Linked DNA regions of Rattus norvegicus: region 2 is linked to region 1. Evidence: chromatin contacts called from public Hi-C data. All regions are on one chromosome and are shown on one strand. The core of a region is the stretch at or near the end of the contact, and the rest is flanking DNA. Distances in the headings are between cores, read along the strand shown.

The links. Hi-C and Micro-C count contacts between places; a contact is called where the count stands out from the background.
Region 2: a contact with region 1 is called in a Hi-C map of liver, with 7 times the contacts expected there. The contact joins the promoter of Snrnp27 here to the enhancer-like site in region 1. A contact is called at or near these places in 3 of 12 Hi-C or Micro-C datasets (kidney, liver and mammary epithelial cells).

What each region holds. Positions count from the first base shown.
Region 1 is chr4:120,473,461-120,479,074 of GRCr8, reverse strand. It overlaps LOC134486603 (a long non-coding RNA gene), which reads left to right. Exons shown (of 3, transcript XR_010065852.1): 1 at 1-584; 2 at 2,680-2,789; 3 at 3,090-5,614. C4h2orf42 (similar to human chromosome 2 open reading frame 42) reads right to left here. Exons shown (of 10, transcript NM_001107872.3): 10 at 4,848-5,482. The coding sequence ends at 5,274. Among named protein-coding and RNA genes, the nearest start is that of C4h2orf42, 31 kb to the right of the region's middle. Within about 2 kb of position 3,369, at least 85 of the 93 cell types and tissues checked have an H3K27ac peak or open chromatin away from gene starts, as enhancers often do. A contact at or near this core is called in kidney and liver, where this site is marked.
Region 2 is chr4:120,687,507-120,693,120 of GRCr8, reverse strand. Snrnp27 (small nuclear ribonucleoprotein U4/U6.U5 subunit 27) reads left to right here and starts at 2,509. Exons shown (of 6, transcript NM_001108636.1): 1 at 2,509-2,576; 2 at 3,934-4,054; 3 at 5,183-5,295. The coding sequence starts at 2,543.

The sequences.
Region 1 (5,614 bases), core at 2,120-4,619:
CCCCCACTGTTTGACTTTCTCAACAGCACCTGTCTCTGTCTGACACACTGCATCTCATTTTCATATACTGTCTCTTTTTTCTCCTCACAAGGATACAAACGTTTCGGGAACAAAGCTTTCATTGCTGTAGCCAATGTCCAGCCCAGTGGCCGACAGTTAGTAAAGGCTGCACAAATGCTCAGTGAGGCCAACGTTCCTTCTCCCACTACAGCCATATCTTTCCATGGACTTAGCAGCTGAGAGCTCAGATGACCATGGGTCTGTGTCAGTGGCAACTCTCCCAGTGTGGTGGTAAAGGTTTCTCTCCACCTCCAGGTACTGTGTTCATCTGCAACTCCTCCCCTCCCCCAGTCAGCTTTCCCTCCCCGACCCAGAGAAGTCAGCCTGTTCCTTCATCTAGAGTTTCCTACCCTCTGCCTTGTGCTGATATCATATTCCTGAACACATCTACAAGAGGCTGACAGTAGACACTGGCTTGCCCTGGGAGGCTTCCTGCTCTCTGGCTCTGTCCTTTACCACAGCTCCCCAGCCAGGGCCGACCTGAAGGGCTCAATATGGCCAAAATACTTTCCTGCTGGTCCCAGGTGAGAAAGTATCTCTTTAGCCAGTTCACAGCATGTAAACTAAACACTGACTGTTGCTGACATACTGAGGACAGTGGACTGAGCTCCTCTTTCCTGATGCAGGAGCCACCAAGCCAAGGAAACTATCAAATTCAAGTCCCTGAGAGAGACCTGGTCAGTCTGGGCAGCACTTGCTTTGAGTCTCAGGATGACCAAACTCCCTTTAGCTCTTCACGATTCCTTTTTAATATTTGAAAAATATCATATCAAGTTTTGCTTGCATTTGTATCTGTGTACCATGTGTGTGCCTAGTGCTATAATGTCAGAAGAGGGAGTTGGACCCCAGGAATTGGAGTAGATGGTTGTTGAGTCATCATGTGGGTGCTGGGAATTGAATTTGGGTCCTGTGCAAGAGTTGCCAATATTACTAACTGTGGGGTCAGCTTGCCAGCTTTTTCTTTTTTAAGCCAGGGATACCTGTAGTCGAGGCTAGTTCTGAAATGCCTAAGTAGCTGGGGCAGGCCTTGCTCTTTTCCCAATCTCCTGACTGCTGGGATTATATGCTGGAGGCACCACACCATGTATACGGTGTTGGGGATAGAACCCAAGGCTCTGTGCAGGTTGGGCCAGCATTCCAGCAGCTGAGCTGCATCCTCAGCTCTCCAAGGCAGTTTCTGACACCGATGATTAGACTCAGGTACTGCTCAAACCCTCACTAATCTGTTCCTGAGGGCTGAGCCTATAGGTCTCTACAGCATGTTGGCTGATTCAGGATAGGAACCACTGCTTTTCCAGCCAAGGCAGGAGGAAAGGTCTTGTTCTATCTACACAGGTTCTGTCAACCGGGCTCAGAAAGTCTCAGGACATGACATTGAAGCTGCCTGTCAAGAAGCAGATACTTGGGCTGGGGATTTAGCTCAGTGGTAGAGCGCTTACCTAAGAAGCGCAAGGCCCTGGGTTCGGTCCCCAGCTCCAAAAAAAAAAAAAAAAAAAAAAGAAGCAGATACTTAAAAAGCTTGGGCTCCAAAGAACCACTACAGAGCACCACATATTTAACTGTCAGCCTTATCCTGGGACTTTCTCTGCTCCCACACTTCTGCCAAGCTCTCCATCGGCGGAAAATCAGGACAGTATACCAGTAATTCCAGTACTAGAAGGCTCAGGCATTCTGGGTTTGAGGCTTGCTTGGGCTGTGTAGTGAGACCCTGTCTTAAAACCCAGACAATTAGGGGTAAAAAGCTGTGTGTAAACTCAACCTCCAGTCTGTAGCCTTCTCTTGTCTCTAGTAAGATCCATGTACAGGCTGCTGTTCTTAGAGCACGGAGAACAGGCGCTGTGGGTTTGTAGGAAAAGCAGGTACAGAAGGGGTGACTGCTGCTAGACCTCGATAAATAGACTCTAATACAGAGCCCTTCCATTGGCCCACCCCTGCTGAAGGCTATGAGAAGGAAGACTGGATCCCTTCTGGGTTCTTTCTCTTTATTATTCCTCATATGCTGTCTTTCATCTGAAACCCAAAGTAGTCTTGTCATAATAAACATGACAGGACTGACTAAAAGAGAACATGGAGGGAAGGTCACAGGGTCCCTTACACCATGCAGGAGGTCCTGGGTACTCGCTCTACAGAAGACCCAAACCCTAATAACAGAGCTGGAAAGGTATCCATAGTTCAACTATGTCCCCACTGAGAGGAGAGGGAATCCACTTTTCTCAGCTCAAAGGATGCTTCCCAGACCTCAGCTTCCTACCCCTGTCTTTCTGGAAGTCAAGGACTGTGGGACGGAAGGGTGTCTCAAGGTCACTCGTGTGTGTGTGTGTGTGTGTGTGTGTGTGTGAGTGTGTGTGTGTGTGTGTTGTGCTGACAGTGACAAAGAATTAGGCTGGTGTTCAGGTAAATTCTGGTACCCACCTTGAGTTCTTTAGCAGGTCCCACTTCTAACTCCTTTGCCACCCATAGGGCTTACTGGGGTGGGAATGGGGATAAACTTCTGTTAAGCCAGGGAACAGAACACAAAACCTTCCTGGGAACGACTGCCCTTAGAAACAGAAAAAGACGAAACAAAACAAACCCACTGTACTACCAAGTCTTTGAGGTATTATGCCTTTTGTTCCTGAGGTGATGGTGGTTAAAGGAGGCCGGACGTGGCTGCTGCCCTGGTGAAAAGTCCACTGCAGGAAGGAGCCACAGACACACCTTGGAGGCCTCAGGGCTGAGCCTGGAGTAAGGTATGTGTGTTGGGAGAGGAGAGCAGGGCAGGCCTTCTAAATCCCTCCTACTATCTCTTCCTTTCTTTCCCATCCCTCTTTCTACCCTTAACCAATCCCCTCCCCCAACTCTTCCGGCCTCCCCCTCGCCTCCACGCTTCCTTCCTTCCTGGCTTTCCCCTGCCTCCACTTTCTACCCCATCCCATTTCCAGTCACTTTCTTCACTCCCTTTTTTCCTTAAAACCTTCCACACCTTCCTGCTCCCTTCGGCCCATCTCCCCTACCCATCCCCCTCTTCTCCCTCGTCTCCTCCCATCCAGCTCCACACGCGGCGGACGCCACGTCCCCAGCTCCGCCCACGCGAGCTTCGCGGGGAACCCCGGTGACGTCACCACCCGCAGCGCCCTCCTTCCCGCGCTCTCCAGAAAGGACGCGAAGGTGGTGACGTGTCCGGAGCGCCAGCGCGGCTGCGCACAAGGCGCGTGACCAACCTGCGGCGCCGCCTGGCGGAAGAACAGCGGCGGTGTGGCTGGAAGCGATGTGCGGCGGCAGCGTGGTAACGTCATATCGCGGGGCCACGTGAACGCATGCTGCTTCGGCTTCCCTTCTGCTAGTGTGGGCGGAAACGTGGCTTCAAGCCTTGCATTACTTGGCCTCCTGAAACAGCCTGACGTCGTCCGGCTGCTGGTTATGGGAAGTTTGAAGACCAGGAAACATAGAGACTGCGTACTCATCCCCTGCCTTTGTCAGCAACCGAAATTGTGTCTTAGGACGGTACCGAAAGCACCATCTCCAGCAACATGAGCAGATAACATGTGATGCTGTCTTTACGCAGACGAGGAATTCACGAATTAGTCCATTTCTACAGTATCCGGAGTCCCACAGGAGCGCATTCCAGACCGCAGCCAAAGCTGCTGGACCCACACCAAGTCGTAGAGGGGAAAGCAGGAAGGAAGTCAGTCATGCACCCAGTTGGAAACCGACCTTGTTTTTTGAAGTGCAGTTTTCCCACATAGCACTTCATACAGTGTCTGGGTCCTTGGACCTTACCCTGGGGCTTACAATTTAGATAGACACTTTTTGTTGAGCAGGTTGGAGCTGGGCGTTTCTGTCAATTGCAATTAAGAGGTTTTTGAAAAATATTTATTTATTATATGTAAGTACAATGTAGCTGTCTTCAGACACACCAGAAGAGGGCATCAGATCTCATTACAGATGGTTTTTGAGCCACCATGTGGCTGCTGGGATTTGAACTCAGGACCTCTGGAAGAGCAGTCAGTGCTCTTAACCACTGAGCCATCTTCCCAGCCCCCAACAATTAAGAGAGTTTTATACAACATTCCTATTCAAGGGCTGGAGAGATGACTCGGCAGTTAGGAGTATTGACTATCAGAGGACCTGTGTTCCCAGCATCTCCATGATGGCTCTCAATCATCCCTAACTCAAGCTGCAAGTGCTTCAACCTTTTCTGATTTCCCAGGGTACCAGGCACCCATGTGTTCATACATACATGTAGGCAAAGCATGACAGAAAACCCCCCTGCATATCAAACTAATATATTTCAAGTTGAAAGAATATATTCACAGAAGTAAACTAAACATAATTTTAGTACTGTGTAGAAATCGATCTGTAGCCCCAGTCGGCCTGTGGGAAGAGTAATGTCTATAACCCGGGGGAAAATGAAGACTCAATGAGAAAACTGACTGGAGTTAAGTGTAAACAGAAGTCGTGGCAGGTGTGCAGGAAATGTTTCATTCTCTACTAGAAGGCAAATTTTATCCACCATCTCTGTTCTGTGATGAGTGAACCTAGAACTAGGTTTTGAATTTTACCAGCTGCTTCAACAAAAAATCCCAGGTTCTCCCTTTGTAGTTCTTTTTTTTTTTTTTTTTTTCTTTTTTCTATTTTTGGAGCTGGGGACCGAGCCCAGGGCCCTAGCAAGTGCTCTACCGCTGAGCTAAATGGCCAGCCCTCCCTTTGTAGCTCTTGAAGTACTGGAACTCACGGCCCACTTTTTCCTGCTGACTACAAGATAAATTCTCCCAAAGGTTCTAATTGTAAAATCATGACATCGATGGTTTGGAAAAACTAGTGACATTGTACTTTATTTGTTATCAGGATAAAGAGTATGATTGGAGCTCTCAGGCAGAGAGAGAGAGAGGATTCTGCTCGGCCCAGGGCACCATTAACTTTCCAACACTGTTAGCTAAGATCCAGTGCTGTGACTTTAGAGAATTACAGAAAACAAGCTGCAGGTGACTCCAGGAGAAACCAGTGAGCTGGACTTTTGTAAAACTCTGGTCAGAAATAAGTGTCCAATTTGTAACGAAGACTGTACACACAAGGCTGTTTACAAAAGTCTTCTGCAGAACACACACGGATGGGCTGAGTAACTGCATCTTAGCCAAGTGCGGTTCATCGGCAGGGATTATAGAAGTGCTACTAGGATTTACAGTCCTCAGCAGTTGGGATGTGCAAACTCTGCAAAATACTCTTGATTTGCCTCAAGGGAAAGTGATAGTAGTCAGAGGGGCCAGCTCCAAAGGCTGGTCCATGGGTGGCCTCGGGTCCTGGTAATCAGCCACATGTCCGTTCCGGTGATGACCATACTCAAACTTGATTCGAAGCTCACCAATCTTGGATTGTGGGAGGATATCTGGGATCCACTCGATGATAAAGGGTGTTGGCTCCTTTTGATCTGGGGAAGTGTTCCCTACAGAGGGAAAGGTGCAGGCCAGTTAGTATGGGTCCACCTGACTCTTTGCCTTTGCTTTTGTTTCTTTCTAGACAGGGTCTTCACTGGAGCTCAGGATGTCCTCCTATTTACTGTGTAGCATATAACTCC
Region 2 (5,614 bases), core at 1,260-3,759, 210 kb before region 1:
TCAGGACAAGCTTCTGATGCCTATAATTCACAAATTGCTTCCTGGTCTTTATTTCTCATCTTTCCTCCAGGTCTGTGTTCTGTCTGCATTTAGTCAACTGTCTGGCCCAAATATCTACTTGGATGTGTGTGTGTATTTGAAACAAGATCTTAGCATGTATCTGGCCTCTAATTTGATATGTGACAGGCTGGTCTGGAACTTGCAGAGGTCTCTACTTGTTAACTTCCTCGAGCATGCAAGTGAAAAGGATTTGCCAGCATGCCTGCATGTACTTAATAGTGTAACTATCAAAATAGGATTTGGGGGGCTGGAGAGACGGCTCAGCAGGTAAGAGCACTGACTGCTCTTCCAGAGGTCCTGGGTTCAGTTCCCAGCAACCACATGGTGGCTCACAACCATCTGTAATGAGATCAGATGCCCTCTTCTGGTGTGTCTGAAGACAACTACAGTGTACTTATATGTAATAAATAAATATTTAAAAATAGAATTTGGGTTTTCCTACAAGCTGAAGAAAAATCAGTTTCTCAGAATGGAATAAATGTACACAGAGGGAGCTCCATTGGATTAATAAGGTGGCACTCGGGCAAGAGAATGTCCCATGTTACTCCTTGGCACAAGCGCCCTCAAATAATAAAGGAAGCAGCCGCCCACTTTCTTCTGTGTGTCTTCCATATGGACACCATCAGTGTTATGACTGTTAGAGACAAACCCTGACTTTCTCAGTAACCAAAAGGTATATATATATATTCGAACTGGTGAGATGCCTAAGCAGGTAAAGAAGCTCGGCACAATGTTATATGCACCTATGTGTGTGTGTATATGTGTGAACAAACTTGTATTCATATCACAGTGAAGTAGGACATAGCACAGTAGGTAATCTCAACTCTTGGGAATATTATTTACAGAAACCCTCCTAGAAGATCAAATTAGGCTGAGTGGCCTTTTATCCTTCTGGAACACACTGGACACTATCCACACTGTGAAAATGTCCTGTCATCTGCTTCCATGATGAAGACTGCAAGCCTCTTGAGGCACAGACCACGTCATCCCTCCTTTTACCCTAGTGCTGCCTGAGTGCAGTATCCATCGTTCAGCAGGCACTCAGAAGTGGCCGCTAAACTAATTTCATCGTACTTCCCAACCACTTTTGATCACCCATAGCCCCCATGTTGCTTTGCTCTCTTCTCACACCTCGAACGCACAGTGCTTTGGCTTCCCCTAATTCCCCTCTTGCACTGGGGACAGTGACTTCAACTTTCTGTAGTGTTTATTCAAGATTATCCCTAAAACTGCCTTTTAAATGACGAGAGACTCCTAATGCTCTTCCACACCTTGACACACATTATGCCATAATCTCAAAAATATGGAAGTCAGGCCTCATGGTGGGAATTCTAGTTAAGTTGAGAACAGGTATTAAAGAAGCTTACAAAAATGTATGTATTTAATTGTGTTTACTTTTTTTTACATGATGACTTGTGGACCAAAGGTTTTCAAACTAAAACTAGCCTCTTCTGCCTCCTCCCAAGTTTTTGTTCTAAAAGCCAAGCCTCAGCCTTTGACTGGCATCACCTAGCATTGGTTCCATCAGTGGAGGCTGCACTTCCATTCACTCTGTGTGTGTGTGTGTGTGTGTGTGTGTGTGTGTGTGTGTGTGTGTGTGTGTGTGTGTGTGTGCATCATAAAGCCTTTCATTTGGAAAGTTATGGCAACATTCTGGAGGTTCTTTTCAGGAGTAGGATGGAGTCTTTTACTTAACAAAAGTAAAAAGGCTGAGAGATGGCAGAGTACAGTTGGTAAGAGCATTTGCTGCTCCTTTTCTCAGTGCCTACTGTCAGGAGGTTCTAAATGGCCAATTGCATGGAATACAAGCCCTCTTCTAGGCTCTAGGGACACCCACATACGTACAAAATTAAAACTTTCTCACACCGCCATAGTAGTCCAGGGTGCTATCATCTGAGAAAATTTAAAGCTGACTTAATAAGAATCACGTGCAAAAGTCAAAAATCAGCTCATGCTGATTAGAATTCATGCGACCTAAACACTGTGATGCACTCTTTTAATCCCAACACTTGGGAGGCAGAGGCAGGCAAATCTCTGAGTTTGAGGCCAGCCTGGTCTACAGAGTAAGTTCCTAGCCAGGGCTAGTGAAACCTGTCTCAAAAATCAGAACAAAAAAGAACTAGTGTGATGTATTTTCAATGTGTGGAGAAACGCTGGGGAAAACAGGAGAGAATTATGCTGGGTGGAGCGATGCACAGCTAGGTGAGTTCTCCAGAAGGACAAAGGGGTCAAAGTACTTTGCGACAAGAAGGAAGAAATCCTAACTTGAAGAAGCAGAATCCGCCACAAGTTCTTTCAGGAACTTCAGGCCCTGGGGCGACATCCGGGACAGGACCTAGGTAGTCGGTTTGCTGGAGCAGCCGGAACCCTCGCAACGCGTCCTGCTAGTTTCCAGTCGGCCAGGAAAAAAAAAATCAAGTTCCGGCTGCTCCGGAAGTTATGGAGTCGTTTCCGGGGCGGTCGGAGGAGGAGTAGGACTCCGATGGGTCGAAGTCGTAGCCGCTCCCCGCGCAGGGGTGAGTCCAGAAAATCTCGCGGCTTGGGACGGTGACCAGTGCTACCCACGTCCTCAGCCCCGAGGGACGGGGAGAATGTGGGACGGGGCGAGGCCGGGGCCTGCTCTCCTCAGCCCCGCCCTGAATTAAGAGTTCCACAGTCCTTCCCTTAGCTTCTGGGGGGACTGTGCTTAAATCATAAATCAGCCCGCCATTCTCTAGTTCAATTCTCGTAATCATCCTAGATAACTTTACCTTGAAATATTGGTGTGAGAATTAACATCACCCTCATAACATTCAGCAAGTGATTGCCTTGGCTTATAAATGCTTACTAAAAATATAAGTTCCCTGCCTAGGTCATTAGTTGAAAGTGTTTAGAGTTTGAGACAGGATATCCTAATGTCTTTTGTATCCCAGCCCCTAAGAGTACAGGACTGAGGCGGTTTAAGGTGGGATTTGGGGGCAAACTCAGAGGATTACTGTGACCTTGGTCCTGTTAAGGGATTAGAATTAGTCTCTAGATGTTTAGAACAAGGCTCACCTTCAACTGATGTATACTCAATTTTCTTACTAGGCAACCAGGGCCTCGAGCAAATTGAGCCGTCAAAGTGCTGTAAATTTTCAATAGATTGGTTTTCCTTTTGGGAGGAAAATACCAATTTTGTGTTATTATGCTTTACTTTGACCATTTTACTAATTTGTACGATAGTGGTAAATTGAACAATGCCCTCATACACAGCCATACTTTCAAAACCACAAAACTTTATGTTAAGAATATAATTCCTATTGGAGGGATAACCTAATTAGATATTAAGCCATTGTATAAGCAATCGAAATATGGGTGATTTTAAATATACCACATTGTTTGACTTTAAAGTAATTTAAGTGAAGTTATGTGTTGATGTGTTAGTAGGTTTTCGGTGTGTGTGTGTGTGTGTGTGTGTGTGCTTGTGTTGAAGAGAACCAAACCTAGTGCCTCGCACATGTCCCTGAGCAATACCCCAACCTTTGTTTCACACACACACAGCCAGGGCCTTACCATAATAGACATTAGTCTTGAATGATTACATTTTCTGCCTCCACTTCTCCAGTCCTGGTGTTACAGATGTGTGTCACTATGCACAAGAATTACTTCTTGTTTGTTTGTTTATTTTTTAAGACAGGGTTCTCTATCACTTAGATGTGGCTATTCTGGAACTCGTGGACTGGCCTTGAACTCACGAACAGGGCCTGCCTCTTCCCTGAGTACCATGCTCGGCAGACTTTTTTTTTTAAAAAACTGTTCATTGTGACTACTAGAAGTGACTTGCATTATACTTGAATAGGACAGCTCTAGGTGTTCAAATTAACCTGTAGCTCTGCTGTGTTTGTGTCTTAGAACGTAGGCGATCCCGGTCCACATCTCGGGATCGAGAAAGAAGACGCCGAGAAAGGTCCAGGTCCAGGGAGAGAGATCGCAGACGGAGCCGCTCAAGATCCCCACACCGAAGACGCTCCAGGTGAGTGTAGACATGAAGTAAAACAAGACGAGAAAAGCCAGAAGCTTGGCTACAGAGATGTCCAGAAGGTGCCCCTGACTTTGCCTTTATCCCTTAGAAGGGGGCTCTGGTTTCATGGAATGGCAAAGTTTAATCGCAGGATTCTAAAGTTGGCATTACTCTTGGCCAATGGTTTAATTACACTGCATCAGCATCGTCTTTTAAAAAAGTTATCCATCTTATTTTCTGGGTGTGAGTGTTTAGCCTTCGTATATGTTTGTACCTGGTGCATCAGAAACGTGTTCCAGACTGCCGTGAGCTGTGCTGCAGGTGCTAGAGCCCATGTCCTCTAGAAGGCCAGCCAGTGTTTTTAACCGCTGAGCCACCGCTCCAGCTCCAGGGAGTTTTCTGTAAGAGCAGCAGGAATAACGAATGAAATCCCCTTAGAATGGTATTTGGTAGAGTAAGAAATGTAAGTATGCGACCCACGGGGAGGGAGGGATTCTTCTAAGACATGTGTGTGTTCATTTGTAAATTTTTTTATTGCATTTGAAGGGATGTGCAGATGTGTAAGAGAACGTCAGGGACAACTTGGGAGTCACTTTTCTCCTTTCACTGCCTGAGTCCTTAGAATCAACTCAGGTCGTCCAGCACTTTTACCTCTGTAACCATCTCAGTGGCCCAATTTCAAACTTTTAAAATATTTTGTGTGTGTGTGTGTATGTGTGTATACATGCATGTATGTACACTTATATGAGTTTTACATGTACCACATACATGCCTGTATATGCCCATGGAGGCCAGGGGACGTCAGATTCCAGGAAGTGCTGTTGTTGGTGACTGGGAACCAGACCTGGGTCTACTGCTAAAGCAGTACTTGTTCTTAGCTACAGATCCTCTCTCTGTCTAATCCACCTCATCTTAGAAACACAGACTTTTCTAGACTTAGTCATATTGATAACTTTTGGATAAATATTTTTCTTCCGAGCATCAGAGAGCCCAGGTAGATCCTTCTTATATCTGCTCTAAAGGGGACTCTGGTCTCTGTAGCTTTGATGAGTCTTCCCTGACAGAAGCTCACAGAAGACTGTGCAGATGAACAGAATTGTCTTGCGTGTGTTTATAACATCTTTACTTCACAAACATTAGGTCTCCAAGGCGACATAGATCCACATCTCCCTCCCCTTCTCGGCTGAAAGAAAGAAGAGATGAGGAGAAGAAAGAAACTAAAGAAGTAAAGAACAAAGAACGTCAGATTACTGGTAATGGTGCTGGATAAGCAGCCTTGTTTAGATAATTTCAGTCTTGTTAAAAGTTTAAATTTGAAGCCAGGCAGTGGTGATTCACACCTTTAATCCCAGCACTAGGGAGCCAGAGGCAGGCAGATCTCTGAATTCAAGGCCAGCCTGGTCTACAGATTGTAATTTTGAGGATGCAAATATTAACCTTTTAAAGGATTCATTGTGTATGATCTTGAAATTTTATTTTAATTATACAGTAGTGAATGTCCAGTGTTTGTGTTGGTTCTGATTTAGGAAAGGCATTCTTTTAAAGATAATTTTTTTAAAGATTTATTTATTT